7 separate regions of the Mus musculus genome follow, and regions 2, 3, 4, 5, 6 and 7 are each linked to region 1. A link is a contact called in public HiCAR-type, HiChIP or PLAC-seq, Micro-C and promoter capture Hi-C data. All regions are on one chromosome and are shown on one strand. The core of a region is the stretch at or near the end of the contact, and the rest is flanking DNA. Distances in the headings are between cores, read along the strand shown.

Evidence for each region. Promoter capture Hi-C pulls out the DNA fragments that hold promoters and counts their contacts. Hi-C and Micro-C count contacts between places; a contact is called where the count stands out from the background. HiCAR-type assays count read pairs that join an accessible place to other places. HiChIP or PLAC-seq counts read pairs in DNA pulled down with a chosen protein or histone mark.
Region 2: a promoter capture Hi-C map of embryonic stem cells shows a contact between it and region 1, with 2.4 times the contacts expected there. The contact joins the promoter of Nek5 here to the promoter of Vdac3 in region 1.
Region 3: a promoter capture Hi-C map of second pharyngeal arch cranial neural crest shows a contact between it and region 1. The contact joins the promoter of Nek3 here to the promoter of Vdac3 in region 1. A contact is called at or near these places in 9 of 39 promoter capture datasets (the 3T3-L1 cell line, cranial neural crest, embryonic stem cells and 6 more), 5 of 115 datasets of contacts at active chromatin or transcription factors (the 230-238 cell line, bone marrow-derived macrophages, embryonic stem cells and 1 more) and 2 of 9 other capture datasets (adipose tissue and embryonic stem cells).
Region 4: a promoter capture Hi-C map of the HPC-7 cell line shows a contact between it and region 1. The contact joins the promoter of Ckap2 here to the promoter of Vdac3 in region 1. A contact is called at or near these places in 22 of 39 promoter capture datasets (the 3T3-L1 cell line, the C10 cell line, the HPC-7 cell line and 13 more), 1 of 15 datasets of contacts at CTCF or cohesin (large pre-B cells), 15 of 484 Hi-C or Micro-C datasets (CD8 T cells, the G1E-ER4 cell line, Th1 cells and 8 more), 20 of 115 datasets of contacts at active chromatin or transcription factors (the 230-238 cell line, the NIH/3T3 cell line, the SCID.adh cell line and 12 more) and 4 of 9 other capture datasets (adipose tissue, embryonic stem cells, liver and 1 more).
Region 5: an HNF4G HiChIP or PLAC-seq map of pancreatic cancer cells shows a contact between it and region 1. The contact joins the enhancer-like site here to the promoter of Vdac3 in region 1. A contact is called at or near these places in 16 of 39 promoter capture datasets (the 3T3-L1 cell line, the C10 cell line, the HPC-7 cell line and 10 more), 1 of 15 datasets of contacts at CTCF or cohesin (large pre-B cells), 10 of 484 Hi-C or Micro-C datasets (CD8 T cells, the G1E-ER4 cell line, Th1 cells and 6 more), 12 of 115 datasets of contacts at active chromatin or transcription factors (the NIH/3T3 cell line, bone marrow-derived macrophages, embryonic stem cells and 9 more) and 3 of 9 other capture datasets (adipose tissue, embryonic stem cells and liver).
Region 6: a Micro-C map of embryonic stem cells shows a contact between it and region 1, with 3 times the contacts expected there. The contact joins the promoter of Ank1 here to the promoter of Vdac3 in region 1. A contact is called at or near these places in 2 of 39 promoter capture datasets (cranial neural crest and hematopoietic stem and progenitor cells) and 2 of 484 Hi-C or Micro-C datasets (both in embryonic stem cells).
Region 7: a contact with region 1 is called in a HiCAR-type map of fibro-adipogenic progenitors, with 3 times the contacts expected there. The contact joins the enhancer-like site here to the promoter of Vdac3 in region 1. A contact is called at or near these places in 2 of 39 promoter capture datasets (cranial neural crest and macrophages), 1 of 15 datasets of contacts at CTCF or cohesin (the NIH/3T3 cell line), 1 of 484 Hi-C or Micro-C datasets (CD8 T cells), 1 of 115 datasets of contacts at active chromatin or transcription factors (fibro-adipogenic progenitors) and 2 of 9 other capture datasets (adipose tissue and liver).

What each region holds. Positions count from the first base shown.
Region 1 is chr8:22,592,206-22,595,846 of GRCm38.p6, forward strand. It overlaps Vdac3 (voltage-dependent anion channel 3), which reads right to left and starts at 1,608. Exons shown (of 9, transcript NM_011696.2): 1 at 1,479-1,608.
Region 2 is chr8:22,123,364-22,127,004 of GRCm38.p6, forward strand. It overlaps Nek5 (NIMA (never in mitosis gene a)-related expressed kinase 5), which reads right to left and starts at 1,704. Exons shown (of 19, transcript NM_001347318.2): 1 at 1,623-1,704; 2 at 181-318. The coding sequence starts at 297.
Region 3 is chr8:22,164,593-22,168,233 of GRCm38.p6, forward strand. It overlaps Nek3 (NIMA (never in mitosis gene a)-related expressed kinase 3), which reads right to left and starts at 1,843. Exons shown (of 16, transcript NM_011848.4): 1 at 1,786-1,843. Ckap2 (cytoskeleton associated protein 2) reads right to left here. Exons shown (of 9, transcript NM_001004140.2): 9 at 3,560-3,641.
Region 4 is chr8:22,184,110-22,187,750 of GRCm38.p6, forward strand. Ckap2 (cytoskeleton associated protein 2) reads right to left here and starts at 1,710. Exons shown (of 9, transcript NM_001004140.2): 1 at 1,575-1,710. The coding sequence starts at 1,683. It overlaps Gm29878 (a long non-coding RNA gene), which reads left to right and starts at 1,919. Exons shown (of 2, transcript XR_378798.3): 1 at 1,919-1,970; 2 at 2,976-3,043.
Region 5 is chr8:22,207,999-22,211,639 of GRCm38.p6, forward strand. It overlaps Vps36 (vacuolar protein sorting 36), which reads left to right. Exons shown (of 14, transcript NM_027338.2): 7 at 2,271-2,303; 8 at 2,391-2,468; 9 at 3,540-3,641. Among named protein-coding and RNA genes, the nearest start is that of Vps36, 17 kb to the left of the region's middle. Within about 2 kb of position 1,688, at least 25 of the 459 cell types and tissues checked have an H3K27ac peak or open chromatin away from gene starts, as enhancers often do. A contact at or near this core is called in the G1E-ER4 cell line, the HPC-7 cell line, adipose tissue and 2 more, where this site is marked.
Region 6 is chr8:22,972,770-22,976,410 of GRCm38.p6, forward strand. Ank1 (ankyrin 1, erythroid) reads left to right here and starts at 2,067. Exons shown (of 44, transcript NM_001110783.3): 1 at 2,067-2,492. The coding sequence starts at 2,367.
Region 7 is chr8:22,933,097-22,936,737 of GRCm38.p6, forward strand. Kat6a (K(lysine) acetyltransferase 6A) reads left to right here. Exons shown (of 18, transcript NM_001081149.2): 17 at 2,384-2,702. Among named protein-coding and RNA genes, the nearest start is that of Ank1, 40 kb to the right of the region's middle. Within about 2 kb of position 1,540, at least 53 of the 459 cell types and tissues checked have an H3K27ac peak or open chromatin away from gene starts, as enhancers often do. A contact at or near this core is called in fibro-adipogenic progenitors, where this site is marked.

The DNA of each region.
Region 1 (3,641 bases), core at 358-2,857:
ATATGATAGTCCTTAGCTTCCGGGGAGCTAGGATTATAGCTGTGTGCCACCATATTCAGCAAGACTTATGTCCTAACTGGAAAGTCATTGAAAATTTGTACCTGTCACATGCACACACTATGATATAAAGTTAAGAGGAAAGAGCATACAAAAAAAACATATATAAAGTCGGGGCAAAGGAGATGGCTCAATTGGCAAAGTGTCTGTCACACAAGCATGAGGAACTGCATATGAGGACCCACACAGCACTGGGGTAGGGAAAGTGCGGAGACAGGAAGACTTCTCAGTTCAGTGAGGAGACCTATACCCAACATCAACCACTGGACTCCACATGCATACGGATGTGCACACAAACGTGTACATACACCACATAAACAAGTTCACACACACACCCAAAATTTATAGAGAAATGGGGATGGCGTATGGGTAAAGCACTTATCTTACATAGAAGAGGATCTATAATTGATGCCACGGGTTTTATCCAAGGCATCAATCAAAAGGAAAAGTTAAGGAGTCAAGGCAAATGAGTGGTATTGATGTTCTACATCAATCTATAATAAAATTCTGCTCTATGTTACAGAGTTTGGAGTCCACTAGCAGGGTAATTTTACAGTCCCGGTAGTAATGTAAATCTTTTGCCATCATTCTAGGAGGGAGGAAACACAGGTCTTACGTATTCAGACAGAAACGTTTATACAGTTTTAGGTTTTCATACTGATCAGGGAGAAAATAAACCAAGGTGGTCGAAATGTCTAAGTGCTATTTACAAGCTGCGTTTAGCGTTTTTGATCCACTGTTTCTCAAAAATCATCACTTTGCAAAAGTCAAGTGGATAACTGAAGTCGTTCATGCCCAAACTGTCCCTTACTCGGACCCATGATTCTAATGGGAAATGCACTGCTGGTATGATCAAGCAAAAAAATCGAGAAAACCCGGACTCCATGTTACTCGAGAGTCAAGCTACAACCTCACAATCATCTTAGCGCTACAAGACAGCTATGCACCATGCCCTGAGGCTGCATTAGAGCCTGAGAGGACGACAAAAGGCACTAACTAGAGGAGACAGCTTCTCTTTTGTTCCTTGTTTCTGCTTTTTAAGATGCATGAAGAGCATCCACCCTTCGGCCGTCGGGAGTGCAAGACACGCCTGACAAGTGCTGGACACACCAGACAGCGGGGTGAGGACAGGGTCGGGTGTAGGTTTGGGGTTCCGGGACTCGTCCTCTCTAGAAACCGCCCGCCTTCCAGCCTGGCCCCGGGCAGACCGCCAGTGCGCACGCCGGGTGCGGCGGAAGGTCGCGGCCGGCCCAGGGCGGCGACTCCCGCCCTCAGGCGACCAACAGGGTCCGGGCAGCGGAGTCTCCCCTGCCTCGCCTCGCCCTAGGTCGGCGCCCCTCAGCTCCTCCTCCGTGGCCTCGGCCGGCTCCTCAGGCCCGCCGGCCATCCGCCCACCCGGCCCGCGGCAGCGGTCGCCTCACCTACAACCCGAGGGTGGGCCCGTCCCGCTCCACCAAGGCAACGCTGAAGGTCTTCTCGAACCAACGCCGTCTGCGCCTGCGCGACCTCGCTCCCCCGCCGCGCCTGTGCGCCTGCGCGCCCGTCGTCCCCCAGCGCGAGTGCGCGCGGCGCGGCGCCGCGCCTCAGACCAGACGTGCAAGGGGCCCCGCGGCGGGCGCCTAGGCCAACTGTCCGGCTGCGCGTGCGCGGGCGAGTGCGCGGGCGCAGTGGGGGCCCTGCTGGCGGGTGACCGGCGCGGGGTGGTGTGGAAATGGCCGAAAGGCCTTTGAGGACCTTTGCTGGGCCGGGAGGCGCGGCTCTCGCGAGAATGTGCCAAAGCCGTAGCTACTGTCCCCTGAAGGGGCGCGGGCGGGCAGGGCGCCAGCAGAGACCCAGGGCGGGCTCTGCGGACGCGAGCTGCCAGCCAGAGTGTCGCTCCCAGACCCTGCCACCCTCTCTATGGTGGATGACTTGCAGGTCTTTATGGGAACTTCGTCCCAGGTCAACTGTAATTTTAAAATGTGAGTCTTCTCAGTTGGAACGATGAGAGAAAACCCAGGCCCTAGAGGTTAGGCGACTGCGGGCTTCTAGAGCATGCAAGTTAATTCAAGAGAGAGAGAGGATGGAGAGAGAGCTCTTCTTAGAAGAGAAATCAATGTCGCAGGAATTGTGCAAGGAACACACCACTGCTTTAGAGCCACCTTAGTGACAACCGATTCCCCAGCAAACGGTTAAGGAGATCCCGATGGTTCCCAGGACTCACTCACTCCGCGGATTATTTACTGAAGAGGAAAGGACCTTCACAGCCAGAAAATCGCCTTCACCAAGTGACTAAAGCTAACTTCAGGTGCCCTGTCATTCACAGAAAGGGACACAAGTCGATATTCTTATATTCTTGGTTGTGAACCTAGCCTTTAACGGCTGAGCCATCTCTCCAGCCCACGAGTCAGTATTCTTAACAAAGCATGTAATTTGTCTATGGGCGAGAAAGCAAATCCAAATTAAGGGACGTTCTGCGAAGCAACTGCTCAATCTTCAATGTCATGAAAGATGAAGAAAAGGGTTTAAGAACAAAAAGATGTAATGCTAAAGTGTTTTTGTGAGTCTCAGTTGGACTGTGGATAAAACAAAAGGGCTATTGAACACAACCAAGCAACTGAGGAGATTTGAGTAAACTACACTAGTACACTAGTACTAGAGCAACGTAGAATCTGAGGGTACTGTGCCTTGGTTATGTACAAATGGCCTTTTTGGAAATATTTGTTGATGTTTCTACCGCTAACTCTTTTTATTGAAAATAATTTTTCATACACTATATCCCGGTCATGTTTCCCCACCCCCAGCTCCTCCCAGATTCCCCCAACCACCTGACTCCATGCCTTCTTTATTTCTCTCTTTAGAATACAAATAGTCAAACAAACCAGAACTTAAAAAAAGAAAAATAATAAAGAGGAAGTACGAGGAGAGTAGACACATAAACACAGAGTCCATAACATACACACAAAACACAAGTAAAACAAAACAAAAGGCCCAAAGTCAGAATCATTGAGTTCATTTTGTGTTGTCCCTCTATGGCTGGGCATGGAGACTCCATTGAAGAAAACCATTTTGTTTTCTTTGCAAGTGGATGCCAATTAGAGATAGTTTCCTGTTACGGATGGAAGCTTGTGTCCACTTGGAAGCACCACCTGACTTGACCCTGTAGTTCAGTAGTTTCTCTACCATCACTTACACAACTCAGCCCTGTTGTGTCTAGAAGACACTGTTTCCTTGGTATCATCCCCCAACCCCTCTGGTTCTTACAATCTTTCCACTTCTCTTCCAGTTGCCTGAGCCCTGAGGGGAGAAATTTGATGGAGACATCCCATTTAGGACTGAGTGTTCCCAGGTCTCTCACCCTCTGAACATTGTCCAGTTGTGAGTCTCTGTGTTAGTTCCCATCCACTGCAGGGGGAAGCTTCTCTGATGATGACTGAAAGAGGCACTGATCCATGAGTTGTTGCAGGATATTTGCTCACATTTAGAACCCCAGGACTGTGCACTGGAAAACCCTTATTCTGGTGTGGCTCAACCATAGCACACCCAGAGCTTTCTGTAAACACAAGCTAAATAAAGTCACCGGCAGGTCAAGAGGTAGAGCAAGC
Region 2 (3,641 bases), core at 454-2,953, 470 kb before region 1:
ACTGCCTGTAAATTAAGTTCTGGGGCTTCCAATGCTGCCTGGCCTCTGCAGGTGCTTGCAGTCACAAGGTGCCCATAAATTCACACAGGCACACGTGTATATATGCATAATAAACAAACAAACAAAATTTAAAGCTAGATATACCACTTAAAGTTATCTAAAATTCAAACTTAACTTTACCTTTGTCAAACTGATTTCTTTTATGACACAGTGACTGCTTTCTGATTTATCTTTAGCCAAGTACACCTTCCCAAAGGTGCCTTCCCCAATGATCTTAATCAGGTGAAAGTTATCCATGGCTCCAGGCGTCAGAACTTCCTAAAATGAAGAATAAAACCTTGACTGCACAAGACAACTAGCCGGCAGAAGAGGGATGAAAAGCAAAGGAGCTGTTTGTTAAAACTTTCCACCCAGCGTTTCAGACACACCTAAGGAACTTCCTTCTGGCCACAAGTAACGCTGCGGAAAGGGGTTTAGTTTGGTGGATTCCAAGGTCACGCTGGGATCTTAGACAATTCACCACCTCACAAAGCCTTTCTTCTCTAGCGTCTGAAATGGAAAATTATTTGTGTTTGAAAGAAAGACATGTCGCTTGTCCGGGGTGGGTGGTTGTCTAAAAAGCGGTAAGTCTAAGGGCGAGGCACGCACAGTTCGGGTCTCAGTGGGGACGTGCTGCCTTCTACAGGGAAGCCAGGGAACTCTGTTGGTGTCTGGGGTTCTACGTTGTGGTATTTAAGATGTACTTGGGGCCTTAGGTACTACCTATGCCATCCAAAAGTTGTTGGTCACACACAACAAGGAATCACCAAAACGTCTCTGCAAACCTTATGTAAAGAAAAACCTAATTCGTAATTATCTACCTCTAGAACCAAACTATCACATCTATCTAAGAGGGATTAACTAGTACTTCCTAGGAATAGAAACCGAGGCTTGGTTGGGTCTGGGCATTCTCCAATGAATTGCGCTCCAATTTGGAAAAATACCCCATCTACTGGCTGGCTGTAGGGCTGCAGTCAGTGGGAGATCCAGAGTTCTAGCAACCGCAGTCAGGTGACTGTCCTGGCAACGGGCTCCAGGAGTTTACAGGTGGACTACGCACTCCATTGTAGGTTGCTTTCCTGTTTCCCTTTTATGCCACAGTCAGGGCATAAAGGTTTTTTTTTTTTTTTTTTTTTTTTTTTTTTTTTTTTGCTGTACTGGGAAGCGAACCCAGGACTGCATACATGCAGGGTAGGCATCCTACTATTGAGCTTATTCTTTTGGGAAACCATTATTGAAACAGGTCTAAGCTGTTCACGTAGGCCTTGAGTTTGTCACCCTCCTGCCTCAGGCACAATGCAGACTTCTAAAGCCTTGGGTGGTCAACTATAGGTTGTTTTCCTATAATTTCAAGACGGGGACTTCTAAGTTGTCAGCGTAGGGCAACAGCCAGCATGTGGGCGGGAGACCAGAGTTCAGAACTTTTGTAGCTTGTGCGTTGTCATGGAAACCGACGCAGCCCAGTGAGCGGGGCTTCCTAGTTGCCGCCCTGTTTACTCCTGCCTAGATTCCCATTTCTCTCCCCTCAGCTTCGAGGGGCCCGCGACAGCTCCGGAAAAATGAACACATTGGGCTCAGCTTACCTGCTCGGCGGGCGTTAAGCAGTGAGCATGGAAGAATCGGTGCTCCAGCCGCTAAGCCTCCCAGACGCAGGGGCAGGGCCACCCTCGCCCGGGGGAGAGAGAGGGGGAAGTGGGCGGAGTGCTGGGCGGGAGCAGAGGAGAACCCCAGGGCTCATTTCCAGGTACCCCGGGTCTTCCCGCTCCTCCGCTCTATAATAAATAAGTCAGAGGTGGGACAAGCACACTTTTATTGGTCTGAGAGTTGGCAACCTGTAGCTTGGTGTCTGAGGATGCAGGAGGAGGCGGGACAAAGTCTGAGAAGGTTTTGTAGTGGAGAGTAGGGAATGGGAGAAATCACTCCAAGGGCAAACTTTCCCAAAACTGCGGGGTGGAAGATATGTCAGATTCTTGTTGCAGCCTTCGGGTTCCAGGGAGTGTGCTGGGGTGGCCATTTTCCAGAATTCTATGAACAGCATTTTTTTTTTTAAAGCCTCGGACCTGTTTTCTGGGTGGCCTTTTGCGCACGGAGTTAGGGGCAACTTTCCTAAGGTCCCCAGCATGCTAAGCAGTGTACAGCTGTAACATACTCCCAGGAGGAAGCATGTTTCTCATGCAAGGTCTTTTTTTTTTTTCTTAAAGAATTACTAATTTTACATAAATGAGCACACTGTTGCTGTCTTCAGACACACCAGAAGAGGGCATCAGATCTCATTACAGATGGTTGTGAGACACCATGTGGTTGCTGGGAATTGAACTCAGGACCTCTGGAAGAGCAGTCAGTGCTACTAATTGCTGAGCCATCTCTCTAGCTCTCATGCGAGGTCTTAATTACTGCTGAAAGGTGTATGTCAGAAAAGAACCTGGGTCCACTAACAAACCCCAGGTGCTGCCCAGTGATCTGCAACCTAGCATTTCCTGAGAGTCACGTTGCAATAGGTTACCTGTGGGAATATATAACTTTCGGGGTGGTACTCACACAGCAAGATAGCTATATCCAGTGGAATCTAAAACCCGTAACCATTTCATACCCCCCCCCCCCCGTTATCCAGCCCCCTCCACAAAAAAGCTCACTTCTCTAAAAGCGGACATCACACCTTTTTTTTCCCCCTCTTTTATCTACATTCTACTTCCTGGGACAGAATTTTATAAAAATGTAATCCTCTTAATGTTTGAAATTCTTACTGATTCCCATGTTCCGAAAGAATCGTATAACTGGAAATTAGTATTTCCTGACTACAGCATTTGTTTTGTTTTATAGTAGTATGCTACTGATTGAAATAAAATTTTAAAATCAAATTATCTTGGAAATTAATTCCTTAAAAATCTAATGGGTTCCACATGGGCAACAGTGGACTTCTTAGAACAGATGAAGTGTTGTTGTTGTTGTTGTTGTTGTTGTTGTTTCCCCCCCTGTAGACAGGGTTTCAGTATGTACCCCTGGTTGGCCTGGAACTCAGAGAGGTCCAGATGCCTGCCTCTGCCTCCTGCTGAAACTAAAGATGTGTGTTACACCCAATCCCCTTTCTTTTTAAAAAGCTACCAGGGCTGGCAGATCTCACCCAAAGAAGCAAACACAAGGAAGTTTGGTTTAAAATAGAAATCATCTGATTTTCAAGAGGATTCGCAATCTGACTTACTCTCAGCGGGAAGATACACAAGTGATCTCAAGTTTGCTTTGTCTGATGGGCTGTGATGTCTGTATCTGGCGATTAGAGCGGACAGAGGCGCGGAGGGTGACGTCTATGGAAGTTGAGTGTCTTGGAAATACTAATGGAGATGGATGCTTTCTTGAGCATGTAACATCATCGGGAGAGCGTGGAGACAATGTTTAAGGGACTGACCTAGGAAGGGTGATGACAGCAACAGAGGCCACGCACAAGCTCTGCACTCTGGATGCTAACTTGTTCCTCAGAGCATTGAGGGTGAACGATTTGGACACTGCTCTGGACGTGTACTGGTCTGAACAACCAAGCAGGTGGTCGCAAGCCATGTTCCTCACCATCAGGGAAAGCAGACATAGAAAAAGAGCAAGAAGAGACA
Region 3 (3,641 bases), core at 593-3,092, 430 kb before region 1:
TGGACTGCATGAAAAGGGTACACAGGGACCACGTCAACAGTAGGGAAGATGAGGGCGTAACGGTGAAACGCAGGGGCGTGATGACCTTGGGGAATTAACCTATCGTCAAGGACACATTTACAGGGAACAAATACGGAAGAGGCAAGATTCTGGTATGAACTGAATGACATAATGATTCTCAGATGGAAAGGTAAGGCCTTGGAGTCATATGTACAGCCTTCGTTTGATGATTGATTGATTGCATTGGAGTGTGGCTGGGTGGGGTGAAACAGAGAAGACACACTCTACGTTGGATCCACTGAGCTGGAGTTTCTTAGGATTCAAAATGGATATTTAAACACAGTCTGACTCCCATGTCTCCCCCACAAAAGCAGCATGATTTTTAATACACTTTTTCTGGCACATAAGCTATATACACAAGAAGCAATTACACAAGAGACACAGTCTCAGGAAGACCCGAGGTAGCTGCTTGCCTAACATGTTAAAGACCCTGGACTACACGGGTGGGATAGAAGTTGTGGGAGACGCCTACACTTAGAACTCATACACTTTTTTCATCACAGGAAAAATACTGGCATGAATTACTTGATTTTTTTCCGTTCACAAAGCTAAATTGTTTTTATTTATTTATTTATTTAAACCACCCACAAGCTGTAAAATGTAGAGCACAAGATGTAGTACAAACATCGAAGATCAAACCCTGCTAGGACCTGCAAAGCTTCTAGTCCGTAGCTGGGGTTGGGTAGTCAACACCTGTAAGATTAGCACTTAAGAGGCAGAGGCAAGATGATCGCCATGGGTCTCAGGCCAGCCACTGTCTCAAAAACTAGCCAAACAAATAGACTGTGCCTTCCAGTTTGCTTTCCAGTCTATCACAGAGTTACCAGGAGACTATAGCAACAAATCCTCCATATAACCAAATCCAACGCCGTGTTTCCAGGAGTGAGGCATTTGAACACACCCAGACACAAGTAACAGACCTATGACACTCAGGAGGCAGAAGTTGGTGAATCACAGCCTGTAACCACTGCTAAGTCCAAAGTCAACTAATTCACACCATGGGTTTCAGGCCAGCCAGGGCTACAAATGGGGGCTGTCCCCCCACCGCTCCCCCCCCCCCCCAACCAATAAAAACCTAGAAGAAAACAACCAAGCCCTTCACACTGGTCTTCACAGGGGTCTTAAGTGGTCTCTGGTTTCAATTGCTTTTTTCCTGTTCCTGGTGCCTGAGGACTTTTACCTATGCTATCAAAATGACTGATGAGCAACCAGGCTTTCCTTGACTGAAAAATCAAGTTAGTATTTTTAATCTCCATGTGTTCGATAGCCAGTATTACACCCATAAACACAAGCCTTATTACACTAGGTGTGGCGAAAGCTGATGGGTTCCTTCCAGTGTTTATAAACAAATACGCCTTTAATAAAGATAAACCAATTGTTTAAAAGAGCCTAAAGTGATTTGCAAGTGCCCAGAAGCGGGGTCAGTTTAGACAGAGATCCCAGGACACACACCCTGGAGACCCACCAACCTTTCCCTACCAAAACACCCACCCTCCCGAAGCTGCTCCGCTTCAGCCGCACGAGCAGTCTCCGACGCGCATGCGCGCACCGAACTCAGCGACTGGGGCGCACAGCCTACGGGCTGAGTGATGCGCCCACATTTGGCCGTCGCCCCGCAGCGGGCGAGCGCCGACCGGCGGCTTAGGGGGCGGGGGGGGGGGGGGCAAGAGGCTCCACCCGCTCCTCTCTCCACCGCGGCCGACCCGTACAGCTCCCTTCACCCACCTCCCAGCGGCGTGCGTCGCTTCTCCGCTCCTTGCGAGGCCTGGGAAGTGGGCGGGGCGTGGGCGGGGCGTGCCCCTAGCTGTGGGCAGAGGAAACTGTTGAGGTCTGGCCCTAGGCGCTGTTCTCTGAGTAGCTGAGCCCCAAAGAGCTGTTTTAAAGCTGTTTTGCCACCTTGCGGTAGGATATTGCTAACGTTTTGAACCGGTGCCCCCAGTAATTTGAGTTATTGCTCCAGATTAGGCAGACAGACAACAAACATAAATTCCACAGGGACACTGCTAGCATTTACTGTATGACTTTGGAAAAAGTGAAAAACAAAATAATGCACCACCCCAAAATAATGCATCTCATTCTGAAATGTGTATTTCTTCCCGGAAATAGCAGAAAGTTATTAAGATTCTAGTTGTACCAGGACGTGGTAGGATGTCTGTAATCCCTGCATTCGGAAAGCTGAGGCAGGAGATCCAGAATTGGACGCCAACCTAGTTTACAGAGCAAGTTCCTGGTAGGCAAGTCAGGACTGTCTCAAGTGTTAACATTTAGGGGTGCAGAATAAAGGAACAAAAGGCAGGAATGAGACCAAAATCTGGCCTCAACTGACGAGACTGTTCACCCCACCCTCCCCTTCTCCCCTTCCCTACTGATCCCAGATGGAACTAATGTTTGTAGAAGAAATTCAAATCACAGGACAGCAGACCCAGACACCCCCAAGATGTTAGGCAGAGGGTCCAATGGCCAACCAGGCTACAGTCAAATGTACAGCAGGGAAGCAGGGAACTAGACCCTGAGGGGGCGGGAGGCAGGGTAGAAAGGGACACTGGAAACCTACAAGTCAATTGCTGGAATAGGTGGTTTATCAGGCAGTGTAAGTCATTAAGTAGCATTGAGAGAGGAGAGGAGAGGAATCTATCAGGGTTCCTCAGCTGCAGCACTGTCCACATTTGGGACTCTTGATTCTTTGCTGGGGCTGTTGTGTCTCGGGGCTCTCTCTGTCCACCAACTGATGCCGGTACTCACTATGCTGTCTCCCCATCTGTTTTATTTTTGGAGATAGTTTTCATTACGAAGGCTAGACCAGCCTGGAAAGCACAGGTCTGCCACCTCTGCTGGGATTACGTGTGTGAACCACTAGCTTGACAACCAAAAATGACTTGGTTTTGGAAATCCCTGGAGGGAAGGACAGACCCAGGTTCAATTCCCAGCTCCCTGTGGCAGCTTACAACTGTCAGTTTCTCCAAGGGGCCTCACACCTTCTTCTGGCTTCTGAGGGTACTGCACTCATGTGGTGCATAGATATACATGCACATAAAAATAAATAAATCTCAATGGGTGGGAATTAAACAAAAGAAAGAAGATACCGGGGGAAAAGTGGGTGTGGTACAGACCACCTGTGGTGGAGAACAGTCCAGCCGCAACATCCAAGGATGGAGTTACGGGCGAGCATGTAGTTCATCCACAGTTCATGCTTCGCAGACAGGAAGCTTTCCATCCCTAGACCTCACCAACACTCAGTTTGAATCTGAGTTATCCCTAAAGCTTATGTTTAGAATGCCTGGTCTCCAGCTTGAGGCACTGTTCTGAAGGCTGGCAGAAGTGGATAACTACTGAGCCTGGGAAGTTATACCCAGCACGGGAAAGCAGTACCCTCCATCCATCTCTCCCTCCCTCTCTCCCTCCCTCCCTCCATCCATCCCTCTCTCCATCCCTCCCTCCATCAGGCCTTCCTCACCATGGTGGACTGTACTCAGAAACTAGGTAAAAATAACTCTCATTTGTTTCTGTCAGGTATATTTTATCACAACTAAAAGTAATACAAACTTAGCAATATACTTCAAAAACTAAGTTTAAATTTGGTT
Region 4 (3,641 bases), core at 460-2,959, 410 kb before region 1:
ATTAAATGTTCAGGTAAGTAAAATGGGTTAAGCTGACCAGACACTTGCACGTCAGGTTTGATGGGACCTCCTGTGAGAGTGGTCACAGTAAGCTGCACAATAACCTCATTACCAAATAAGGATAAGACTCGCCAGAGTCTACTGCTCCTGTCTCCTGGCTTGCACACCAGACCAGGAAAGCCTCCTCCCAGAGATGCGGGACTATCATTAAGTCTGGCCACTTGGTCAGGTGGGAGGTCGACACAGCAAAGATGTCAGAATTATTGCCAGTGACCTTTTTTTTCTGTTTAAATTGTTCAAAGTGTAACCTGGGGCTGGGATCTAAAAGAGATTTAAGGATGAGAGTAGTGTAAAATGCACAAGCCTACCCCAGGAAGCAGAGGCAGACATTCTTGAGTTCAAGGCCAGCCTGGTCTACAGATCAAGTTCCAGGCAGCTAGAGCTACAGAGAAACCCTGTCTCAAAACAACAACAAAAACCAAAGCGACAAGAAAGCACCAGTCTAAAGTGTTTAAAAAGCCAATGAAGTCTCGTATTCAGGGCTGGCTCTTCCTTGGGTGCTAGCCAGAGCGAACAACTTCTACTAAAGAGCTTTAAAGAGTAACCACTAAGGGTGTGGAGTGTCTCCTCCCTGGGAAAAGAGATTATTCCTATAACAACACAATAGGAGATTTCTCAATTTAGACAAATGATCCCATGAATCAGAAATTACATGCAAGGTGCTGTTTTAGGCTTACTATTACTGTGATGAAAACACTCTCACCAAAGGCAACTTGGGGAAGAATGGGTTCATTTACTAATATCTCCATAGTACAGTTAGCTCATCATCAAAAGCAGTTAGGGCAGGAACTTGGTGCCATGAAGAAGTGTAGCTACAAGGCTTGCTCTGCCTGGTTTGTTTGTTTTTGTTTTTAAATAGCACTCAAGACCACTAGCCCAGGGGTGGCACCGCCCACAATGGGCGGGGCCCTCCCTCTCCCATCAATCTCTAATTAAGAAGATGCCCTACAGGCTGGCCTACAGCCTGCCTGATCTTGTGGAAACATCTTCTCAGTTTAGGTTCCCTCCTCTCAGGACTCTAGCTTGTGCTCAATGATAGAATACTTGCCTAGCGTATACAAAGCTCTGAGGTTCATCCTCCCAAATAAATAAATAAATAAATAAATAGCATCAAATGTCCTAATCGAGTGAAAATTGCAGGGAACACATTTCAATATAGGGTTCCAGAAACAACTGTGTAGAGAGATCTGATACCAGTCGCCAAATTCTGACCAACTTACATAAGTTTTCCACATTCTTGCTGCAGACCATTCAACTCCATTTTTCCAAAACGTCCAGGACATCATGCAAACAGTCCCAGCCTCACCTCCACGTTCCAAGCACAGAGATAGGAGAACCCGGGAGCTAGCGAGCGCGCGCGCAGGCGCAGTCGGGGGTCCGGGCAGCCCCGCCCCCGCCCTCAGACCCCGAAGATAAACCGCTGGCCCCGGCAGGAGCCGAGCCACGCGCTACCCTCGGCAGCGGCCTGGGCTCTCAGAGAGAGTTAGCGGCCGAGGCCCCGTGCCATCGCTCACCTCGGAAGGCCGGCTGGTCTCGCCTGGTCGGGGGCAGCTGCAGGTCCCGGGTCACCGGCAAGGGATTCCTCGCAGCCCTGCCAAGGAAGCGTTTCCTGGACTCTGCCATCGCTTAATGAGCGCGCCTCGGCGCCGGCGTGGATTGAACGGACCAATGAGCGCGGAGGGGCGGGGCCCAGGCGAGGGGCGGGGCCGTCCCAGAATCCAGAGACTTGGCAGCCGGCGAGAAATTTCAAAATCGAACAAAGCTCTCCCAACTGGATGGATGACGCCGTTGGAGCGGGCTTGTTGAATCCTCAGGATATAGCAGGACCAGGCTTGACAAGTCAGGACATGTCTTCAGACACAGCCCAGAGGAAGCCAAAGGACCGCAGTGACTGCACCTGTCAAATGCTGGTGCGCTCCTTAGGGATAAGGCTCATTGCTTTCCCTGAGGACAAGTTCCCGAATGATCTTTGGAGCTGCTTAACAGAATTAGGTTGCGATTATACCTCGCAAGCGAGATGATGAGCTCAGATGTTAGGTGTCTCGTGTTTGCACAGCTTGCAAACAAAACCTTTTTTTTTTTTTTTCTTTTTTCGGTTTTTCAAGACAGGGTTTCTCTGTATAGCACTGGCTGCCCTGGGACTCACTCTGTAGACCAGGCTGGCCTCGAACTCAGAAATCCACCTGCCTCTGTCTCCCAAATGCTGGGATTAAAGGCGTGTGCCACCACTTGCCCGACTTTGCAAACAAAATCTTAAGTTGAGATCTACCTTTGTGCTGTTATTTTATTGAAAATCTTGCTACGTAGCACAGGCTGGCCTAGAACTCACTTGCAGTCTTCCTTGACCTCCTGAGTGCTAAGATTACAACTCTATGCCCAGCCCTTTCTGTGCATTTATATATGCATTTGTGAAATGCAAACAAGTGTAGGAGACAGAAGAAAAAGAAAACTGAGGATATAACCCTCTGCTCTTTCAAGGCAGGATATAATTCTGTGAAGTTAAACCTATTGTGTGTTATAAAAAGATAAAGGAAAGAAGGAATATGTTTTGGTGGATGTGTAGTCAGGTATGGGGTGCCCCCGCAGGCCCATGGGTATAGTATAGAATAGAGTTTACTCAGGGAATGGGGAAGGGAGTTAAAAGGGTATTAGAGACAGAGAAAGGCAGAGAGAGTTGAGGAATAGAGGCTGGCTGAGAGCACATGTAGACAAGGGGGAGTAGGGGTGAGAGGACAGAGCAGGAGCAAGAAGACAAGAGAGAGCAAAGGAGGGAAGAGGGCAGAGGTAGCAAGCAGCCCCTCTCATAGTGAGTCAGGCAAGCCTGGCTATTGCCAGGTAACTGTGGGGCGGAGCTTAGACAGAATGCTAACAAAACCAACTCCTGTTGAACAATTTGTCTATGTTTGTCTTTTTAGGCATGCTGCCTTAACCTTTGACGCCCATCATTTAAACATGTCACCAACATAAAACCCAGACATGCTAACAGTGGTGGTTCATTGCTGTACTCCCTCAGAAAAATGACATGTGTGAAACATATTTCTAGGAAAAAAGCTACATCTTCAAACTGATTAACTGATTGGAACCTCAAAGGTTGTGGAGAGCTTGGGATGTTGCAGGACCAGGGCCCAGATACAACCTATCTTGAGCTATCTGTAACCCATTAAATAGCCACCCCTTGCCCCTATCCCAACCCCCACCTCAGACCTTAGGACACCTGACATCATGTTAGACGCCTTGTTTTGTTTGTTTGTTTGTTTGTTTGTTTGTTTGTTTAAGTGAGGGAGAACAACTGGAGGATGGTCTGGGTCTGGTTGCCCCCTAACTGTACACCCAGAGAAGCTATGTAAATCTTGCTCCCCAATTTAAAGTTAATAAAAGACTAGAGCCTGTGATTGAGTTGTAGAGAGAGAAAGGCAGGAGGTTGTGGGGACCCAGTGAGGGGGGGTCTCAGGAGAGACCAAGAGAAGGAGAAAGGAGACAAAGGGAGGAATAAGCTGCCTTGAGGGGAATGGCCCACGAGTGCATGGCCATGGGAAACAGCAAGTGACAAGGGACAAGTGGCTGGGGATGTGAGGTAGAAC
Region 5 (3,641 bases), core at 438-2,937, 380 kb before region 1:
ATATATTTAGCAGGCCTACAGCTCCGTGGTCTCCCGTTTCCTACAGATCTCCCTCAGCTTGGCTTATTTTAACATTGTTTTCCCTTTGTGCTCACACTTTCAGAGAGGGTTTGGAATAGTGACCTGTTTTCCATTCTTTGATTTCCTTTTTTTCTGGAGATTGTTGAGATGCTCAAAATAAAGTTCTTAAATTATGAAATAAATTATTCCATTTCAAGAAGTTATTTTCATTTTCATGGGTTCTCACACCTTAATGAATTCTCCACAGACATCATATTCTGTGCAGAGCCTGATCTGTTTAGGAAATAGTTCTTGTTATCCACACTGCAGACCTACATGAGGAGCTGTGATTACTGTGGGGGCAGACTGGGTAGACGGGCAAACTGGTGCTATTGACATCACCACACACCTTGTAAAGAGAGAAGTCAGGACTCAGAAAAGACCCATGACATGGCCCTTAACGTCTGTGGGGGACAAGGAAGACTCGTTAAAGACAGGAAGATGGGATTGAAGACCAGAAAGATGAATAGGTGTTGGCATCACCAGGCAGAAGGGCAGGCTATGCAGAGGTCTACAATCTCTAGTACTGAGACAGAAAACTCAGACATCTGTGGTCAGTCATGCAATGAACAAATGGCCAGAGCAGGGGCTGCAGTCGCTGCAGACCAGACCAGCACACAGGTACCTGTGCCTTTAGACAGCTGCCCTTTCCACACAGTTGAAATGGAAAGTTGTCATGTGAAGGTAGAACAAACTGGGGGACATACTACTTGGATGGGCGTGTGGGTCTGTCTAGCTTAAGTTTTTATTTTACATGCCTACCCACACCTTTTATAGCTTACGGATTCTATAGATTATAATAGTAATAGAAACAAAAGCAAGGAATCTTTTGTTTGTGCTTTGTAGCCAGTTCTTTTCAGGCACTGTGATATTTACATTTATTTTATTGAACACAACTGATAAAGGATGTATTCTGTGTACACTCAGAATTTTAGTATTTTTGAAAATATACAACAGGGATTTCTCATACTGATTTTACTTACACAAGTAAAATAAATCTATGAATAGTTTGTGTAGTCCGTGCAAAAATCCAAGATTGCACCCTGTGTCTTTGTTCTAGTTTTGAAAACTAGGTTGGTGTGTGATTTAAATGTTAGCATTGACTCAGTTTCATGGCTGGTGCCCGGAGCCTCCCACAAAGGGCTTCCTGCATCTGCTGGCCCTTGCTGATAAGAACCCGGTGCCTAAGCCTTTGTTTATCTGAGGAAATTCCTGTGAGGTGTGTGCACGTTCCTTTTGTTCTCAGTGTTAGCTTAGTGAGCTGCCCATAAGGATCTTACATGACTATTCTTACACTATTCTTTGAGTAAAAGAAAAAAAAAAATTTGCAGGCGGGGGTACTTTCCTGCAGATTGGCATAGCTGATCAGAGCCACAGCTGTGTGTCAGAGCAGTGTGTGGACTGAGTTTTCATTTAATGACAAGTTCTTAATTGGTATTCAAAAAAACATAGGTATCTGTGCTCATCTAAGTGAGAGTTGAGAAATTCTGCAGTTATTTTCAATAACCTGAAATAATTTATTAGAAGCGTATCTGAATCAGTTTGAGGAAGCCCTTGGAGTAGACACTTGCTATAGTGGTTTTGTTTCATCTGTTCAGGTGGCATTCTCATGCTTTTTGTGCAGTAGCCACTGCGTGCAAAACTGTGAGTGTCATGGTTCAGAGGCTAAGGCTCTGTCAAGTCATACCTGCTTTTCAACCAAAATAATTATGTCAAAACAAAACAAAACAAAAATTTCTGCAGCAGAGTATTGTCATTTTCAACTTGGAAAGCTTTATACAGTGTTTTGTTTGTTTGTTTTGTTTTGTTTTGTTTTTTAATCTCCTAGCAGGGAAAAAAACAAAAACAACAAACAAACAAAAAAACAGTGATTTTTTAACTCAATGTTTCTGTGCCTTTGTGTGTGTGTTAGCAATGGCACAACCCAGGGCCTCACAGATGCCAGGAAAGCATTCTATCACTGAACCACACCCCAGGTCCAGATTTTCTTATGTATCTAGGAACAGTAAATAATAATCTATGAAAAATTTGGTAGTAGTTTGAGGAAGTTCACAGTTTCTTAGCGTAGATTTTTAAAATGAGGCAGATGTGTTGCTTATATAATTAATAATAAATTGATATTTGTAAGAAAAATTTCTGTTTGCATCATCGCCTTAAAACATCTTAATTCCTTAAAATGATTGCATCGCAAACCCCGTTTCTCATTTCAGGCCTTTGAAGACCTGAGCAAGCTGATGATTAAGGTATGTGTCCCATACCCACTCACACTCAGTCGTGATGATCGCGGATGTATATTTTCTTAGAAGGTTCTTCGTCTTTTCTCTGTCCAGGCTAAGGAAATGGTGGAGTTATCCAAATCAATCGCTAATAAGATTAAAGAGAAGCAAGGCGATGTCACAGAGGATGAGGTGAGGGGGCTTGTCTTATCTTTGCAGGGTTAAACATCAGATGGAGCGCAGTGCTGTCCTTGAGGTTGACCAGTTCTCTCCCCCTCCCACCGAGCCATGTCTGTGACTTCTCACAGTTTACTGCCTTCTAATTATTATTATTACATTTATTTATTTATTCATTCATTCATTCATTCATTCATTCATCCATCCATTCATTCATTTGGGCAAGCTGTGTCACAGCACTCATGTAGTCAGTCAGAGGACAACTTGCAAGAATTGGTTCTCCCCATTCCACCACGGAGGTCCTGGGCACTGAGTTCAGGTGGTCAGGTTTGGTGGGGAGCACAGCTGCCCATTGAGTCACCTCAGTGGCTCTGCTTCGTTAGTGTAGTGTTCTTAGCACTTGCAGGTGAAAATGCTAAGGTGAAACAGGTCATCCTCTTGTTTTGCTAGTTCTACAAGGACTCAAGAGTATTTCAGTGTAGAAAATAAAGCTATTGAAATGTCTAAAGAGTAACTGTTTCATACCAATGTTTTTGATGCCTGCTTTCTTTTTTTTTTAAGATTTATTTATTTATTATATGTAAGTACACTGTAGCTGTCTTCAGACACCCCAGAAGAGGGCGCCAGATCTCATTACGGATGGTTGTGAACCACCATGTGGTTGCTGGGAATTGAACTCAGGATCTCTGGAAGAGCAGTCAGTGCTCTTAACCACTGAGCCATCTCTCCAGCCCCCTGCTTTCTTAAGTTTGTCCACAATCTGGTCATATCCATTTCTCCTTTGTAAGTTTTTAGTTTTAGCATTTGGTTAGCATTAAAAATAGCATAATTGTTACCTCATTTCCTCTCACATAAAACTTTGAAAGTAAACGGTATGGTAGATTGGGATAGAAGGAAGGAGAAATAACTAGATTTGTTCAAGGGACAACTAGGAAGTTCACTGCCTGGTTGTTCACAGCATGGAAGCACAGGAGAAGACATGGTTATATAGAGAAATAACTGAGCCACATTGAGTTTATGATGAGGAATGTTGTGAGGAGAGACTAATCTTACAGTCTACTGGTACACTCCTCCCCTCTCTTGTAGACCATCAGGTTTAAGTCGTACCTGCTGAGTATGGGAATAGCCAACCCAGTCACCAGAGAAACCTATGGCTCCGGCACACAGTACCACATGCAGCTGGCCAAA
Region 6 (3,641 bases), core at 817-3,316, 380 kb after region 1:
TGTGTTTGTGTGTGTAGGGGTGTGTGTGTGTGTGTGTGTTTGTGTGTGTAGGGGTGTGTGTATGTGTGTTTGTGTGTGTGTGTGTTTGTGTGTGTGTGTGTAGGGGTGTGTGTGTGTGTGTGTAGGGGTGTGTGTGTGTTTGTGTGTGTAGGTGTGTGTGTGTGTTTGTGTTTGTGTGTGTGTGTGTGTTTGTGTGTGTAGGGGTGTGTGTGTGTGTGTTTGTGTGTGTAGGGGTGTGTGTGTGTGTGTGTGTGTGTGTAGGGGTGTGTGTGTGTGTGTAGGTGTGTGTGTGTGTGTGTGTGTGTGTGTGAAGGTCGAGTATGGACAGAGCAGGCTGAACAGAGGAAGCAGGGATGTAGATCCTGATGCAGATGGCCCCAGGGAATTTAGATGACACATGGGTACCAAAAAGGCCTGGAGTAAAAAATTGGAGGTTAGGGTAGGGCTGACCATTCAGGTCCTTGTAGATAGTAGAGCATATTTTGATCTCCATCTTGGAACAAAAAGGACGTTTCTCTGGGAAGTAACAATAATTACACCAGTTTGTAAATATTATTCATGACTACAGTCAAGGGACTTAGCGGTGGGATGCCAAAGACATGAGGTTGGGGCTCCAGAGGGTGTCCTTCTGAGCAGGCTGGTTACAGCCAAGGTGTGTTATCGAGAGAGGGGCCTGTGGTGGTGATGGAATACGCCTCATCTGAATCCAGACAAGAATAGACCAGATTCTGAAGACTCAGCATAATAATGTAAAATCGCATCAATAATATATCAACTTCATGTTGAAACGATGGCTTGGGAGATATACAGGCTTAAAAATACATTTAAAATCAATCTTCTAGTTTCTTTACATGGAAAAAAAAAGTGGCTACATGACAATTGAAGTTGCATGTGTGACTGGTATTTGTGGTTCTGCCTGCAGTGAGAAGCCCCAGGACTCACCCCTGGGAAATGACAGCAGTTAGATCTGTCAGACCCCTGTGGTTACCCAGCACCTTACCTTCTGTCAGGGGCCTAGTGGGGAAGACAGAAGTGGAAATCACTGAGCGAGATGTGTTTGTGAGAAAGAGGGGTGGGAACAGTACCTAGTACTACTCCTTCTGCTCCTCACCAGAGCTGCTTCAAACCTGCACAGGCTCGGGAGGGGGGGGGGGCGGGCGAGAGGACAGGAGGGAGCAGGCTGTTTCATAATAACTTCTCCAAGACTCAAACACCAGTGTTCAAGACTGTCCTTAGCATCCTGTGGGATAGGGAAGGAGGAGGTTGGGAGCTGCACCAACCAGACTGAAAGGGCAATGTTCATAGGTCAGGGCCTCAGTTTCCCCGCCTGTCACATGACTGAGTGGTGAAATGAGCTTAAGCCGGTTCCCCGTTCCCACAGTCTACGTTGGTAGCTGCGTGACCCCCAGCTGGTAAGGTTCTTTACAGCAGCCCAACACCGGTCCAGACCACAGTACCTACGGAGGGAGGGTGGAGAGAGACCTGGTATTGCAGGGTGGGCGGTCCCTGATGGGGAGACCCAGTTCCACTCCCGTCCAAAAGGAGCGAAAAGAAAAAGAATGGACTTGACGCTGGACTCGTATTCTAAGTATATTTGGTAAAGATGCAAAGGAAAGGCCCACTTGGTTTGACCGGGGCAGATCAAGCTCTCCTCCAGGAGCCCCGGCCCTTCCCGGAGGGCGGCCCGGGCCAGGCTCGGCGCTAGCGGAGTCCGTGCCGCAGCGGTGCCCCGGTCCCACGCTCCGCAGCTCGGCCAGGCGATGCTGGCATTTTCTCCGCCGCCGTCAGGCACGCCGGTCCGCAGGGTCGCCGGGCCCGGGCGGAACGGCCCCGCTTTGTTCCCGTCGCCCCCAAGGCGCCCCGCGATCCCCACCCCGGGACCCCGCTGCAGCGGGGACCCAGCGCCGGCTCGCAGCGCCCCGCGCCCAGCCTGGTGGGGCGGCCGCACCGAGCTGCCCCCGCTCCTCCCGCGAGCCCGCGAGTCCGCCCTCCGCGGCCCGCGCCGCAGTACGAGCCTCCTCCCTCCCGCCCCCCGCGCCGCCGCCGCCGCAGGAGAGGGGGGGCCCGGGCGGGCGGGCGGGCGCGGCGAGGGCGCGCGGCGAGCCCAGAGCCGGTGCGGGGCGCGGGCGAGCGAGCTCCGGCCGCGGCGGGAGGCGCCACCCCGGGGCTCGGCTAGCCGCGCGCCGGCCTCTCCTCGCCCTCCGCCCCGCGCCCCGGCCCCCGGGCGCCGCAGCCTTCGCCTCCGCCGGGGAGAAGCTCGCGCCCTGCGCAGCTGAAGGAGCCGGCTCTCCCCGGGAGGGTGTCGTCGCCGCCGGCTCGCAGAGGGCGCGGGCCCGGGAGGCGGGGACCGAGCGCCGCGACCCGCCATGGCTCAGGCGGCCAAACAGCTGAAGAAAATCAAAGACATCGAGGCGCAGGCCCTCCAGGAGCAGAAGGAGAAGGAGGAATCCAACAGGAAGCGGCGGAACCGCTCCCGTGACCGCAAGAAGAAGGTAAGGGGGCGGCGGCGGCCCCGCACCGAGGCGCCCGGAGTAGCTGCGGGAAGGCGATCGGCCGCGCTCCGGCTGACCCCGCGGGAGCGGGAAGGGGGGAGGCGGGTAGGGCGAGCAGAGAGCGGCCCCGGGGTTCCGGCAAGCTGCCCCAGACTCATTTCAGCACCTTGAACAGAGGCCCGCGCTCCGGAGGAACTTTTGCCGCCTCTGGGGTGGCAAAGCGGGTAAGGGGCTGCACCGCGGGGCGCAGGGCTGCTCGCCTGGCTTTCTCGGGGAGCTGCTTTGGGTGAACAGGGCAGGCGCTCCAGAGGTGGTACTGTCCGCTCCTGCTCAGGTGACTAGTGAGTTCTCCTGCGCCGCCGGAGAGAGCATCTTCCTCCCAGATCTCTCAGGACGAACTGGGGCGACTGCCCTTCCCGATCCCTTCCTGACCCTGTGGGTCCGCGGGTGGACCTGGAAGAAGCAACTCACCCCTCAGGCATTTGGCAGCATTTTATGTTAAGGTCATTCCAGAGGAGTCACTGGTGGCAGGGAAGAGGAATTCCCTTAGAAGCCTCGCTGGGGCTTTTCCAGCCTGACCCAAGGCCTGGTCGGAGAAGAGCTCTGCCATGGGACATCATGAGGGCAGTCTTTCATGGGACAAGGGTCTGTGCTGAGACAGCCCAGGGATCCAGACCCCTGAAAGCAACTGTTGCTATTTGCAGTCCTTCTTTCAGATCATGGCGGGGTAAGAACCACAGTAGTTTAGACCCACGGTCTAATTACAAGCACCTGGATGTCCACAGCGACTAAGCAGGGCACTCTACCGCCGGCTAGAGCTTCAGGGATGCACAGGCTAGGAAAGCGTGAGTGGAATTCTGGGAGTCCAAGGTAGAGCTGGACCCTAGCTTGCAAGAGCCATCTTAACCTGGAGAAGTTGATGTGAGCCTGCAGGAACGTCCCCTGGCCAGAGAATTTGGGTTCATGGGGCGTCTTCACAGAGACGCTGCCCTTGCTTATGAAAGACTCCCTCCCTGAAACTGACTCGCTCTGAGAAGGAAATATAGAAGCTGTGGTTGACAGCCGTGTAGGGGACAGTCTACTTCGAAGTAGGTGGCAGGGCTGATAGGGCTCTTTTCCTGGAGATGACACTGGGCAGGCTGAGGTGTT
Region 7 (3,641 bases), core at 290-2,789, 340 kb after region 1:
TGCAAAGACATAACACAAAATTCTCATAAGCTCCAGACTCTGTGCCTGTGTGAGGCACATTCGTCACAGTTCAACATAGGCGTTACTTAGTACAGACCATGCTTTATTCAGAGTTCTCGTTGGCCTCAGTGGCCTTTCTCTGCTTAGGATCCCACCGAACTTTCCATGTTATGTTAGTTATTCTCTTCTGGGTTGTGAATTTCTCAGACTTTGATTGTCTTTAGTATGACCTTGAAGGTTGTGAGTTCAAGTATTTTATCTGTTATCCATCATTAACTAGAATGAGGTAATGTATTTGAGAGTAAGGCAAAGGAGGCAGAGAAGCAAGCACTAGTCTCATCACATCATCTGGTGGGTATTGTATTGTGTGGCATATGGGAGTCAGGTAGAGGACTCCACTTTGCTGTTGGCCTTGGCCCTCCTGGGTTTCTCTGCTGCTGCTGTTACTTTGTTTCCCCTTTTTCCTGGGGAAGAGGAAAGGCATGAGTGCAGATCGGGCTTAGCCTGGGTGTGGCTACTCACTATAGCAGCAGAGCACCTGCATAGGTTACATAGGTCCCTTCTGCTGTCGCCATTAGAAAGGACCTGGTACTTGAGTTTGTAGCACTGTTTTAAACTTAGCGCCTCCCATCCAGCACTGGCCATGTTTGTTGTGTTGCTCCTGTTTATACTCACAGTATCATCGTCATGGCGAGTTTCTTTTGTTTTAAGTGCTTTCTGATAGTACAAGGTCCTACAAATTTATCTGAAATATTTCTTGCCTCCGCTGCAGAATCAGCCCTTCTCTAAGGAGCAGAGCTATTTTTACTCTAACTTGAAAATTCTCAGTAGATTTTGAAGTAGAGAAAAATTAAAGTGATTAACTCTCCTGTTGATTGCATGATCATAAAGAATGTATCTTTGCAGCCGGGTGTGGTGGCAGAGGCAGGCGGATTTCTGAGTTCGTGGCCAGCCTGGTCTACAAAGTGAGTTCCAGGACAGCCAGGGCTACACAGAGAAACCCTGTCTTGGAAAAACAAAAACAAAAACAAAAACAAAAGAATGTATCTTTGCCATCCTAGGGTTTATTTCTCCAGTTTATGTGGTAAAACAAGTATGCTATTTTCTTGTGTAAAAAACACTAGTATTGGGTGTTAGAGAGATGGGTCAGTGGTTAAGGTACTCACTGCTCTTCCAAAGGTCCTGAGTTCAATTCCTAGCATCCACATGGCAGCTCACCACTGTCTGGTGTGCAGATGAACATGCAGACAAAGTACCCATGTACATAAATACACACATAAATAAAATTTAAAAAGTAATTGTAAATAAAAAAGTAAATGTGTAGAAAACACACAAAAAATATTGTAACAGCCAGTGAACTTGTATGCAAAGTACTTAGACAGTCTTAAAATTTACTGAAGGACGCTCAGGATTATTTTATGGCCTAGATGTATGACCTTGCATAAGTGCTAACCTTTCTAGCCTCTGTACAAGGATGTGATTCAGTCATTCCTGGGCTGTTGTCTCTGTAGCTTGGTGACATCACTGTGTTATGTAAGCTATTAGGTCAGCCCCGTGTCAGTGTGTGCTGTGTGCGCCAAGTCTCAGGCCGTGCTGCTGTTTTCTCTTCTCTGTCAAGTGAATGCATTTCTGCTCTGCGTTTGTGTGCTCTGCTCTAGCTAGTTTCCCCAAATGGCGTGCACATTTATTGATCTGCTAATGCATGGTGATGTATAAGATGGAATGTTTCTATTCCTTTTGCTCTTGAACAGAAGTAGAGGGCGTAGTCTCTGAGGCACTTTAGCATTAGAGCAGGTGGCGCTGTAAAGTGTAAAATGTCGATGAGCTGAGAAGATGCACCAACACCATGTGCTCTCTGGACACTTGCTCTTCATATCAGAGCGGGCCTTAGTGCCCAAAATCTGTGCGGATTTTGTTGTTCCTCCCCCTTCCCCCCCTTCCCCATTCCCCTTCCCCTCCTTCCCCTCCTTCCCCCTTTCCCCCATCCCCCTTCCCCCTTCCCTTTCCTTCCCTTCGCGCGCGCGTGCGTGCGTGAGTGTGTGTAAGAGTACATGTGTATGTGTTGGTGGGCTTGCACTTGGTGGGTGTGTAGAGGTCAGGGGACATTTCTAAGGATTTAGTTCCCCCACTTGTATATGGGATCCAAGGTTGATCCCAGGTTGTCAGGTTGCCCAGTTTGCACAGGAAACTTCACCTGTGGAGCCACCTCACTGACCACACACATCTCTGTGTTCTTAACACTTTGTCTTTACCAGAGTATCTGTTGGCAAACTGCATCTTTGTTTTAAATATGTTAGTTCTGCAAAGCTTTAAAACTTTTATGTTAAAGCAGGGAAAAAAGCTCATTACTATAAATAAAATACCTGCTTTCTTTACTACATAGAAACCGATTCTTCACCGAAGACGAAGAGTCCGCAAGCGGAAACACCACAATAGCAGTGTAGTCACAGAGACCATCTCTGAGACCACGGAGGTGTTAGATGAGCCTTTTGAAGACTCTGACTCTGAGAGACCAATGCCACGACTGGAGCCTACATTTGAGATGGAGGAAGAGGAGGAGGAGGAGGAGGAGGAGAGTGAGCTCTTCCCCAGAGGGTACTTCCATTGCCTGTCCTCACAGGACATCCTTAGGTGTCAGTCCTCCTCCAAGAGGCCGTCTAAAGAGGAAGAGGAGGAGGAGGAGGAGTCAGACGACGCAGATGGTAGGTTTACACACTGTTCCTTAGAGTAGTTTCTGTGTGTCTTTGAAAATAGAGAAGTAATCACTACAGACCCTTCCTTCCCCAAAGGGCTGGGAATGAACACAACTCACTAAGACAGGAAGGGGAAAGGTTGGCCACCTCTGCAGATATGGGGTTTATCTATCCATAGTCACGTCTGCATGTAAACGCGCTTCTTTAACCTGATCTCTTCTTGCTTTGCAGGAAATCTTAATTATTGGAAGGCCTTCCTTTTCACCTAATGTTGCCTAGGTTTTTGTCTGAATCCTCAGTTAAAGGGTGTTGGCATAACTGAGTACTGGATTCTGTGGTCTGCAGCTCGCTGAGTGCCTAGGTTTGGTGCTCAGCAGCTCTGGTAACTGAGTGACTGAGGAGGAGCCACCTGAGCATCCCTGGGGACCTCTGCCCTCTGTTCAGGAACCTTCCTGAACCATGCGTCTGATGGTGTTTACTCGCAGAGTAATCTCTTCCTTCTCGTTGTTTTGTGTTTATCTTGTTTTGTTATTTAAGACTCACTATACAGAGGTCTGACCTGCCTCAGCCTATTTGGTTCTGGGATTATAGGTGTGTACAACCCAGTAACCAGTCGTACATTTCTAATAAGTGACAATGATAACAAAATAAGCTACGTTGTATGGTGTAGCTAACATTCCGTCAATTACTATTAAAATAGACATATTCCCATGTACAGAAGCAGGCTCATTTGAGATGAGCGAGGAAGAAGGCAGGCTTGTTGGGTGCTGTGTCACCTACACCTCCATCATGTTTGTTCTGATGCCTCTGTCAGCCTTTGCATTTTCACAGGCAACTTAGAAGAAATTGTGTTGCCTGGTATTGCTTTGTACTACTTTATTTTATTTTATCTTATTTTATCTTTTGCCTTTTTTGGAAGAGCGTTTTATTTTATTCTCTTAAAATCTT